Regions from separate parts of the Gossypium raimondii genome. Here region 2 is linked to region 1. Evidence: chromatin contacts called from public Hi-C data. All regions are on one chromosome and are shown on one strand. Each heading gives the region's core, a stretch centred on a gene start, on an enhancer-like site or on the middle of the called end of the contact. The rest is flanking DNA. Distances are from core to core; before and after follow the strand shown. Region 1 holds the start of LOC105790976 (E3 ubiquitin-protein ligase XBAT32). Region 2 holds the start of LOC105790983 (probable alpha,alpha-trehalose-phosphate synthase [UDP-forming] 11).

The links. Hi-C and Micro-C count contacts between places; a contact is called where the count stands out from the background.
Region 2: a Hi-C map of leaf shows a contact between it and region 1, with 3 times the contacts expected there. The contact joins the promoter of LOC105790983 here to the promoter of LOC105790976 in region 1. A contact is called at or near these places in 2 of 2 Hi-C or Micro-C datasets (both in leaf).

Annotation. Positions count from the first base shown.
Region 1 is chr8:19,552,034-19,557,488 of ASM2569854v1, reverse strand. LOC105790976 (E3 ubiquitin-protein ligase XBAT32) reads left to right here and starts at 3,111. Exons shown (of 10, transcript XM_012618794.2): 1 at 3,111-4,053; 2 at 4,141-4,200; 3 at 4,380-4,451; 4 at 4,566-4,741; 5 at 4,829-4,989. The coding sequence starts at 3,859.
Region 2 is chr8:19,874,486-19,879,940 of ASM2569854v1, reverse strand. LOC105790983 (probable alpha,alpha-trehalose-phosphate synthase [UDP-forming] 11) reads right to left here and starts at 2,464. Exons shown (of 3, transcript XM_012618806.2): 1 at 130-2,464; 2 at 1-42. The coding sequence starts at 2,093.

The DNA of each region.
Region 1 (5,455 bases), core at 1,862-4,361:
TAATTTTTGCAATATTTATTTTAAAAACAAGGCATGTCACATACTAGGGTCTAAGGCAAAATTTGCAAAATAATAAAAATGGTGAGAGAGAAGGGATTTGAACTTGGGTTTCAAAGAACATTTCACTAACACTTAACCAACAAACCAATACCTCATTTAATTCCTAAAAATACATAAATAATCTTAAAAATTAAGGCATGACCACTCTTTCTCGATTCACAAACCCTATTCTACTAACCCCCAATTTTTGGGATGTTACAATACTAATAAATACGAAATCTTCTAGAAAGAAAATATATTTTCTTTAACTTGACTTGCAAGCAATCTCTTATTTTATTTAACAGAAATTTGGGTCACACAACTCTAATAATCTCCACCTTGATACAAATTCACACAACGCCATCTTTACCAAAGTCCGCCATGAGCCTATCTTGAACTATGCAGGGAATTAACTAAGTCGAATATGTGCTTAGAAGCTGGAAGACTTCTAGCCTTCGACTTGTGCACTGTCAAATCAAAACTAACCCGGGTTTGATTTTCATGAACATAGTGCCTTAACTTTTTAAAATCTACATCCAAAAGATAGCCTCTCTTTAATGAAATAGTCATACATTTTTCCTTCCTATGACCAAGTTGCCTCCGCTTCAAACGAGTTGACTTCGACTTTGTAACGGGCAAGGGATGTTCGATTTCACCAGACACTACAGAACCTTCCAGAATATAAAGATTGTTGGTCCTTTCACCTTTTAACAAAACGAGAGCCACATGAGACACCTTAATGTCGCTCGACTCGATGCTGATTCTATGACTTTTCAAGTCTAAAATACTCAAGGAGATGGGATTCTTTCGTAAATCAAGTACATACCTGACATCTGATAGTGTCCTAATTGTCCTATCATGCATCATAATTTTAATAATACAAATACCAATTACTTACTGGATGAATCATTTTCCATCCGAAAACTTCACCTTCAGTGGAACTGTATGCGGAGAACCATTCTCTGTTGGAACACATGTGGAAAGAACATCTCGAATCTAGGATCCACTCGGACGTAAGCTCGGAGCTATCGCTTGTTGACACTAACAAGAAACCATCACTACTTTCATCGACAAAATTAGCACCAGCTACATCTTCTTCGTTACTATCAACAACCCTTTTATTTCGTTGTTTATAAAAATCTACTTTGACTTGACCTAACTTCTTGCAATAGTGACACATTTTGTCTCGCTTCTTTGATGCTATCAAAATGGAAGCTTGCCTATTTGCCTTGCTATCCGAACCAAACTCATTGTCAAGTTTGTCTTTACTCAAGAAATGAACATTCACATCCTCGAAAGAGAGTTCGTTTTTGCCATAACTCAGGGTCTCACTAAAAGACTTGTATGAAGAGGGTAAAGAGTATAATAATAGCATAACCTGATCTTCATAATCAATATGAACCTCAACATTCTTTAAATCATTCAAAAGAGTAATAAATTGACTAATGTGATCTCTAAGAAGCTCACATTTGTTCATTCGAGAAGTAAATAGACGTTGTTTCGACACTAAATGGTTAGCCAAAGACTTAGTCGCATAAAGAGTTTCTAACCTTTTTCACAAGCCAGATGAGGTTTTCTCCATCAATACCTCCTGCAATACCCTATTCGCGAGGCACAACTGGATTGCAGATAAGGCCTTTTCATCAAGCTCTTCCCATTCTGTCTAATCTAGATTCTCAGGCTTTTTCTCAGTAACGACCTTTTTCAGGCCGGTCTGAACTAGAATTGTTATCATCCAAACTTGACATAGATTGAAATTTGTGATACCATCGAACTTCTCAGTGTCAAACCCTGCTGCTGCCATATCTGAACGGGTTGATATATGAAAATTGATCTAGCTTTGATATCACTTGTTGAGGACCAACCCAATTATGTAATGAATAAGTAAAAATAGCAAAAGAAATTGAGAAATTGAACACAAATTTAACGTGGAAAAACCCTTCCAAAGAGGATAAAAAGTCACGAGTAAATATAATTTTACTATAATGGTAAAAGAACGAAGAGTACAAAAGATGAAGATAAAAACTAAATCCCAAAACTCGAAAATAAAGAACCCTTAAAACGTAAATACAAAATTCTCTAAAAGCTGTTATAAGTTCTAATATTTAATGGATGTATTTTCTAAGGTTGTAAAATAGTCTCTTTATAATCTAAATTGTAGGTTAAATAAATTATACTAATAAATGTTAAATATATTATACTAATAAATACTAAATTTTCTAGAAAAATATATATATATTTTAATTTAACTTGCAAGCAATATCTTATTTTATTTAATAGGAATTTGGATTATACAACTCTAATAAAAATAAATAAGTTTAATTTTGTTTATAATATTTTTTAAATAAAAATTAGATTCTAAAGAAAATAATTTTTTTATATATCAAACTTTAAAATTTAAAAGTTATCACTTATTATGGAATCATAATCTTAAGAAAAACTGGTACCCAAATGAAATTAGGTGCCTCCCATCCCATCCCATGTATGATGTCGTACAGCTGCAGCATGCCATTCTCCGCAGGGTTGTGTAACTTACAATGAAACCTAGGCCGTACAATTCTTTCTATCCACATTGTTAGAAACCACTAATCTAAAATTTCTAAAATCCAAATGGAGTCCAATTGAAGGCACCGCCATTGCTTCAGGCCTCAAACGCATGAAGTATCTTCAACCAGAAATCCAACTCAAGTCTTACATGGTCACCCATAACATTAATAGTTGGATCAATTTGACTGCAAGTCATTCAGTCATCTATCTTTCGCTAGCTATTTTGTTTCGAAAGAGGTTTTATATAATTTTCATATCTTAAACACCCCCAAAAGTTAACAAAAACCATGGGATTTGGCAACTAGATGAGCTGACTTTTATTAGTACCTTGTTGTAAGTTATAATTGACAATGAAATAAACTTTCCTTTCACCGAGAAATGAGAAAAACCCCTGAACTTACTAGCAACGTTGACTGCCAATTGGCCAATAATAGCCAATCATAGGGACACGCTTTTATTTATTTTTTATTTTTGAAGTGTTCTTACGGGTCAATTTAGTGGTTGAGGTTGCAGTAAAAGGTTGCTGTCTTCATAAAAACATTTCCCATTTTTATCTCCCGTTTAGATCTTTCTTTCTCTTATTTGTAGCAAATTTCAATTTCGGTTACATTATATCCGCATCCCATTATTCCACATTTAAGTACAAACGTGTCTTCCATTTGGTCAAGTCCTTTTCTAAAGGGCTTCAACGTTGATCAATTGTTAAAGGGGGGAGAGAGAGAGAGAGGATGCTATTTTGATCAGGGTCTTTTAAATTCCGATTCTTTTAGGAGTATCTGGAATTGGGTTTTGCAGATTTTGGGTCATCCTGATAATTTTGAAGCTGGGTATTTGTTAGTGGGAATCTGACCGCAATGGAGATTCTAGAGATTGTAGATGTTTATTTGATGGGGATTTGACTTTGAAAGATAGGAATCTTTATTTCTTTCTTAGAGTCAGAAGAATTTATAACTTTTTGTTTGTTTGGTTCCATCTTGAAAAGCACGAGACAATTTATTAATCCATAAAACAGTCACATCCTGATTTTTTTTTCTTTTTTAAAGTAATTGCAGGCAAGGTTCTTCTTCTGATGTCAAAATTAAAAAGGTGGCAATCCATTTAAGGAAATGAAACATTGACTGTTAGAACTTCTCTTAGATGTATTTTGGAAGGCTTCATTGTTATTGGTTTGGTCTATTTCGCAAGATTTGGATGGTTTGAGGATTATGATTTAGGAGAGGTTTTGTGGTGCACCGTTTTTTAGGCATTTAGAACAGACAGAGAAGCTCATCAATGAGATTTCTAAGCTTTGTGGGGAACTCCTTTGGATGTTCCGCATCTGGGGAACGCCTAGTTTCCGCAGCAAGAGATGGAGATCTTCAAGAAGCCAAGGCTTTATTGGAATACAATCCAAGACTTGCAAGGTATTCAACTTTTGGAGCTCGCAATTCGCCTCTCCATTACTCTGCTGCTCAGGGTCACCATGAGGTATTCAATACCTTAAATTTCTGCCTGGAAACGTTTCTTCCAAATTAACCGTAATGCTGATTTTTTTTCTTTTCATTTTTATATCAGATAGTTTCGCTCTTGCTTGAGTCTGGAGTAGATATTAACCTCAGGAACTATCGGGGTCAGGTAATTCAATTTTGTATTCTCTGTTTCTTTTTTCTCTCATCCATTATTTGAGTCCATTTCTAAATTTGCCAACCAGTTATTATTCATGTGGCTTTTGGGTTTCTCAGACATAATTTAGTTTAGGTTTCCTGGGTTACTATTGTTTGTTTTAAGTTTTGCTTAATAACTGTGATCTACAGACTGCTCTGATGCAAGCTTGTCAATATGGACACTGGGAGGTTGTTCAAATTTTGATTCTTTTTGGGGCCAATGTAAGATTGTTACTTGAAAGTTTAGTTTCCTCTATTGCTATAGATCTGTATGGTTTTCAAACTTGATTGGAATTTGATTATGACAAGTGAAGTTTGTGCTGAAATGGTTCTTAGATTCACAGAGCAGATTATCTTAATGGGGGTACTGCACTCCACTTGGCTGCCTTGAATGGTCATTCCCGGTGCATAAGGCTCCTTCTTGCAGATTATATTCCTAGCATTCCTGATTGTTGGAATATATTAACAAACAAATCAAAAGATAAAGAATCTACTTCAGATTTTGATGAGAGGTAAATATATATTAATCCTCGTTATTGCTTCTTATGTCTACTTTCTGTTTTCATTCATTCATTCTCAGTTTCATCTTGACCTTCCAGTGCTCTTCGCGAGGTTATCAATAAACCTGCTGATGGCGGTGTCACTGCTCTTCATATGGCAGCCTTGAATGGACATGTTGAAAGTGTTCAGCTGCTCCTGGATTTGGGAGCTTCTGTTGCTGAGGTCACTGTAGAAGATGGAACGACGATTGATCTAATAGGTAATTCAGAATTCAAACATTCATTTTGTCCAGTCTCGCTTGATTCAGTCTATTGTTTTGCAGCTTTTTGTCATTGAGCAATAACAGCAAAATCATTATTAAGCGGCAAATTAATTCTGCATTGCACTTTTTTCATGTTCATCAGGGATCCCCTCTTTATCCTCTTTTTATCCTCTGCCTTGGTTTTCTTTGTTCAATAATTATTGTTCTTCAATGTCACTTTCTCTTTCCCTTCTTTTCCATTTTGCCTTTCCGGTTTCCAGGCCACCAATGCACATCAAAATTACAATATATAGGTGGAGTTCCTGTTTATTGGTAATTTAGTACACTTCTTCCAATCTGATAAGAAGCTGTACATAAATACAAAAGCAGTTAGTCCCTGGATGGCTAAAACTCCCCCACTTGTCCGTTTCTAAATGTTTTTGAGGCTTTGAAACTGCAGACTGACTTCTCTTCTCAAGTGTCT
Region 2 (5,455 bases), core at 1,215-3,714, 320 kb before region 1:
TCCACCGAGCGGTAGGTTTCCCATGCGGAATCCCTAGTCCACCTACCCATGGAAGAAAAGATATTATCAATCAAGAAACAGAAATTGCAACATATCTTGGATCATATGAGCACAAATTTAAAACGTTACCTTGTAAAGTATCCATGCTCGGCTGCAATACCCAATTTCTCACATGAAGAAAACCACTTGCTTAGGGTATCCCGGTCCCTGCCGCTCACAATGAAAACAATGTTTTTGGGGTCATCGCATAAACGATTCAAAACCGAAATAACCTCATGACTAGGCCCCTTGTTCACTGAAGTTGGAGGCATCATAGTGCCATCGTAGTCCAAAAGGATCAATCGGCTACTGGTTATCTTGTAGGCAGAGTTGAGAGTATCCCCTAGGAGCTTCCTGAAGTTAGGCTCCAAAGCAACAAGCCTAAACGCTAAACCAAGTCCAACTCTCCAATACCTCTTGTGATAATGATCCCTACAAGCTCTCACGAGGTCCTGATCAAAACTCCGAGCCCAATAAGCAACATCATGAGAGCTAATATACTTGTAATGCTTCTCATGGCGCAAATGTTTCTCCGTCTCCGACAAATCAATGGCTCTATACATTGCATTAGCCATTTCATCAATATTCCATGGATTGACACGGATTGCCCCACTTAGAGAGGGTGAGCAGCCAATGAATTCAGAGACAATGATGACACTATTCTTGGGAGGCGAGTTTTCATCGACCCCCAATGCCCTATCTAAAGCAGGGCAGCCCTGTCTACAAACAGTATACTTGTATGGCACCAAATTCATCCCATCTCTTACAGGAGTCACCACACAAAACTCGGCAACTGCATAATATGCAAGCTTCTCTTGTGTAGTGACAGGTCCCTTGAGGAAAACTATTGGCTGGTATCCAGGTTCCCCATATTTGTTATTGACCTCCTTGGCAATGCTATTGGCCTCATCCAGAAGTTGTTGCACATCCCGGCCTAAACTCCTCGCCGGGTTTGTAATCTGTACTAACACCACTTTGCCCCTCAATTCCTGATTCGTTTCCAAAAGCTCCCCCATGGCTGAAAATTTCTGAGGAATTCCCTTAAACAAGTCCAAATCATCGACGCCAACCATCATAATTTTCCCCTCATACTTATGCTTCAGCTCCTTAGCCATCCTAAGGGTGCTTTCCTCGGACATCATAGATTCAAGTTGCCCCATATGAATCCCAGCAGGCAAAATCTTAATAGTCACAGTCCTCCCATAATATTCTAATGCAATGTGACCCCTGTTGGACTCAGAATGCAAGCCCAAAATCCTTCGACAAGAAGACAAGAAATGCCTAGCGTAATCGAATGTATGGAAGCCAATCAAATCGCAATTTAGCAAAGCTCTAAGAATTTCATCTCTAACAGGTAAAGTTTTATACATATCAGATGAAGGAAATGGACTGTGTAGAAAAAAGCCAAGCTTTACCCTATTAGACCGTCTCCTCAAGAAAGTAGGTAAAGCCATAAGATGATAATCATGCACCCAAACATGATCTTCATCTTCATCATCTCTATCCGTTACTTCCAGAACTTTATCAGCAAATATTCTATTAGCAGACACGTAAGCCATCCACTGTGAACGATCGAAACGTCCCCCATCGTTCCCCGTCATGGGCATCATGTAATGAAACAAAGGCCATAGATAGTGTTTACAAAAGCCATGATAAAACTCGTTCCGCATATCCACGGGCAGAAATATGGTTTCGCAACTGAACTTGTCGTGCAGAACTTGAGCCACCTCCTCTTGATCCGCTGTGTCTACATCAGCTTTCAACGTCCCAACGTATCGCACCTCTGTATCAGGAGGGAAAGCGTCTCTCAGCAGAGCAAGGAGATCATTCTCGTCAAATTCAAAGCACCATTCATTGGAGACCGAGTCCCTCCACGCACGTAAAGGCAACTGGTTGGAAACGATAATAACCCTTTTCCGTGGCATAGCTTGCTGATCTTCTCCGAAATCAGATATGACTCCTGATACCTTCATGACTCGCGGGATCCGATTCATGACTCGAAAATCATCGGTAGACAATAAATTTAATTGGTCTAAGCAGCAACTAGAAACCATGTTTCAAGCGAAGAAACCCAACTCCGTATGTGAAATTCTATACAAACATAGAAAACAGAAGAAGAAGAAGAAGAAGAAAAGGAATCAAAGAACCAATACAGGGGTATTCAAAAAATCAATGAAGAAGGGAGTTTAATTCTTTGGTGTTGTTTTCTTTCTATACGTTCTCTGAGAAGGGAAGGTTGCAGCTTTAGGGTTCTGTTAAAAGGCATTTACAGAAGAGCATTATTACAAAGAAATATGAATCTTGGCAGCGATTTAAATCAAAGATATGGATACACATTCCATAAAGGAACCCAAGAAACGGAGGAAAAAGAGAGAGAAAGAGCTCTTAAGCAAGGAAAGAAGCAGGCTGAGGATAAGAACGAAAAGAGTGAGAGAAAGAGAGAAAATATTATATATGTGCGTGAGTACGTCAAGGCATGGTTCCAACGGTCCTGATTCAATGCGTCTACACCATTATCTTCTGAACTTGGGTACATCAGGTTCTCTCCTCACTGTAACCGACTCTTTATGTCCGATCCACTGTTCGCCCGCGGTTACTTTTATTTTACTACTTCATAATTTTGTTCTTTGCCTTTAAAAATTTTTAAAGTTAAAAAAAATAAAAGCAATAATAAATGAGAGATAGGGATAAGTAAGACTAAGATTTACGTATTTTTAATGTGATTTTGGATTAGTGCTTATCGAATCACTAATGGTGCGATTAAATATTTAATCATTGACATTAAATGTTAGCTAGCATTTCTTTTATTATGCTATGGGTTGTATTAATTAAGCTATTCAAATAGGTTATTTAAAAAAATGATAAAAGCAGTGATATAGAAATCAAAATACTTAATATATTTTTATTTGATTTTAATACACTAAGTAAAATAATCTTTTGCATTAATTTTAAGCGTGCTAACAAAATTTGTATACATTGATAAAATCACAAAAAGAAAGGTTACTTATGATTTGAGAATTAAAACAGCATTAGTATTATATGCATCATTTATTAAGAAGTATTAAGGATTAGGTTAACACCTTCATTCTGCCATTAATCAAGGTGCTGATTTTTTGGAGCAAAAGGGACAATTATGTATTTTTTTATATATATTTTACACTCTTAAATAGCGATAACCAAATAGAAAGGAAGATTTTTTTATTAATTTCGAAAAGTAGCACGTCAAAAAAAAAATCAGAAAGAAACGTGTCCGAAATCGCTACACAGATTTACTCGGTCATGAATTTTCTCATCGCTGGCACGTGTAAAGATTTCAACTCTAGACGCCTATCCATCAGACTCTCTCTCTCTGTCAAAGGACTTCTCTTTTTCTTTTGGATTTTTTCAAATATTTTATTTTAGTTTTTTATAGATGGAGTAAACATATTCTATTTTTATTTTATTTTTATTTTCATTATCCGTGACGAGGTTCAGGGAAAAACACTTGAACAAAGTTGTTTTTTTTATTTATTATTAATTAAATTTCACGTGCAATAAATTAAAGGGAGGTAGAGATTGCCAGGTGGAATTATTTTAGTGGAAATGTGGCGTGTTTGGGTTGTTAAACGAAGCCAAAGTCACGGACGTGTCTTCGACTGATGACGGGGCAGATTCGCGTATCTTCGGAGTTAGTGTTGTCAACCACTTATGAGCTGCCACGTCACTCACCAACCTAGGACATTTCTTTCCTTCAAAAATTGTTGTAAGGTTTCATAGTGATAATGGATGGGATGGGATTAGGTTATGTTATGCCTTTCCAACAAAATCCATAATTTATTGTTTTTCATGTACATATTCATAATTTTATCGCTTAATCATATTTAGTATTTTAATTAAAATTATTTTAGCATTATATTTATTTTTTAAAATTTTTTAACTTATATTGTTTGTCAAATTATTTCAAAATATATGAAAAAGTTAACATATTTTAACTTTACTCACATGGCATTCATGTAAACGTCATTATTAAATTTTTTTAACTTTAAAATTTTCAAAAAATTAATTATATTAAAATTATAAAAAATTTAATATTTTTAAATTTTATAAAATTAATTAATTGCTAACTTGGTATACACGTGAATTACGCATCAACCAAGTTAACAGACGTTAATTTTTCCATCCATTTTAGGATAATTTGATAAACAACACAAGTTTAACTATTAAAAAATAAAATTAAATAAATAGCTAAAATAACTTTTTATAAAGTTAGAAAGCCAAATAATTTATTATGCCATAATTTTATTGTGTTTCTCATTTATTTTAATTATTTTTATTAGTTTGATTGTGTAAATAATTTTTTATTTCAATTATAGTATATAAATTGCATTTTCTGAAACCACAATTATAACTTCTTTCAAAAGAAAATTTCATAATTTTATCACCGCCTAAACATCATTTACCCTTTAAAGTATATCATTTTTTCATTTTGATATTTATTTTGCTTATATTGATATCTAAAGTTACATTTTGTTAATCAGTTTACTCTACTATTGTTAAAATTTTGATTAAAATGTCCCAATTAGAAAATGCCACGTGGCATGGTATCAAAATGTATTAAAATAAAAATAGATTTATAAACTCTAAAAATAATTAAAATTTAAAGATAATTTATAAAATTAAAAATATAATTAGCATTTTAGAAAGTTCCATTTTATTTTGACTGACGTAGTAGTATTCTTCAAGTTTTATATTAGAAACTTTTTTAAAAAATAAATTTATATATTGTTTCTTTTGTGAGAAAAATATTTTAAAATCTTTTAAAAATTCTAATGTCTAATTTTATATTCTTCTTATTTTCATAATTTAACTATTTTTTCAATTTCTAAAATTTTTATTACACTTTTTGGTTTCTTTGAAATAGACATTTTTAAATTATTGCAATAAAATTTCAAAATTGAAATAATAGTTCGATTATGAAGATTAAAAAGAATATAAAATTTAATATATTAGAAAAATTAAATTTTAAATTTAAAAAATTTCTCATAGTAAAAATAATTTTAAATCTTTAAAAATATTCTAATATAAAACTTGAAAATACTATTAAGTCAACGATGGACAATGATCAATCAATACTTTATCAACATTTATCAATATGGGTTAATCATCTGTCAACACTAGGTCAAAGCCAAACAATAACTTTCTAAAATTTTAATTATATTTTATTTTATAAATTTTTTATAATTTTATTTATTCTCTTAGAATTTATAAATCTATTTTATTTTTAATACATGTAGATGTCACGTGACACTTTTTAATTAGATTGAAGTGCCACATGACACGTTTTAATTGACCACATTTCAATCAGTTTTTTTAATGATAGTGTACTGGACCGATAAACATAATGTAACTTTAAGTACTAACTTGGACCCAAAATAAA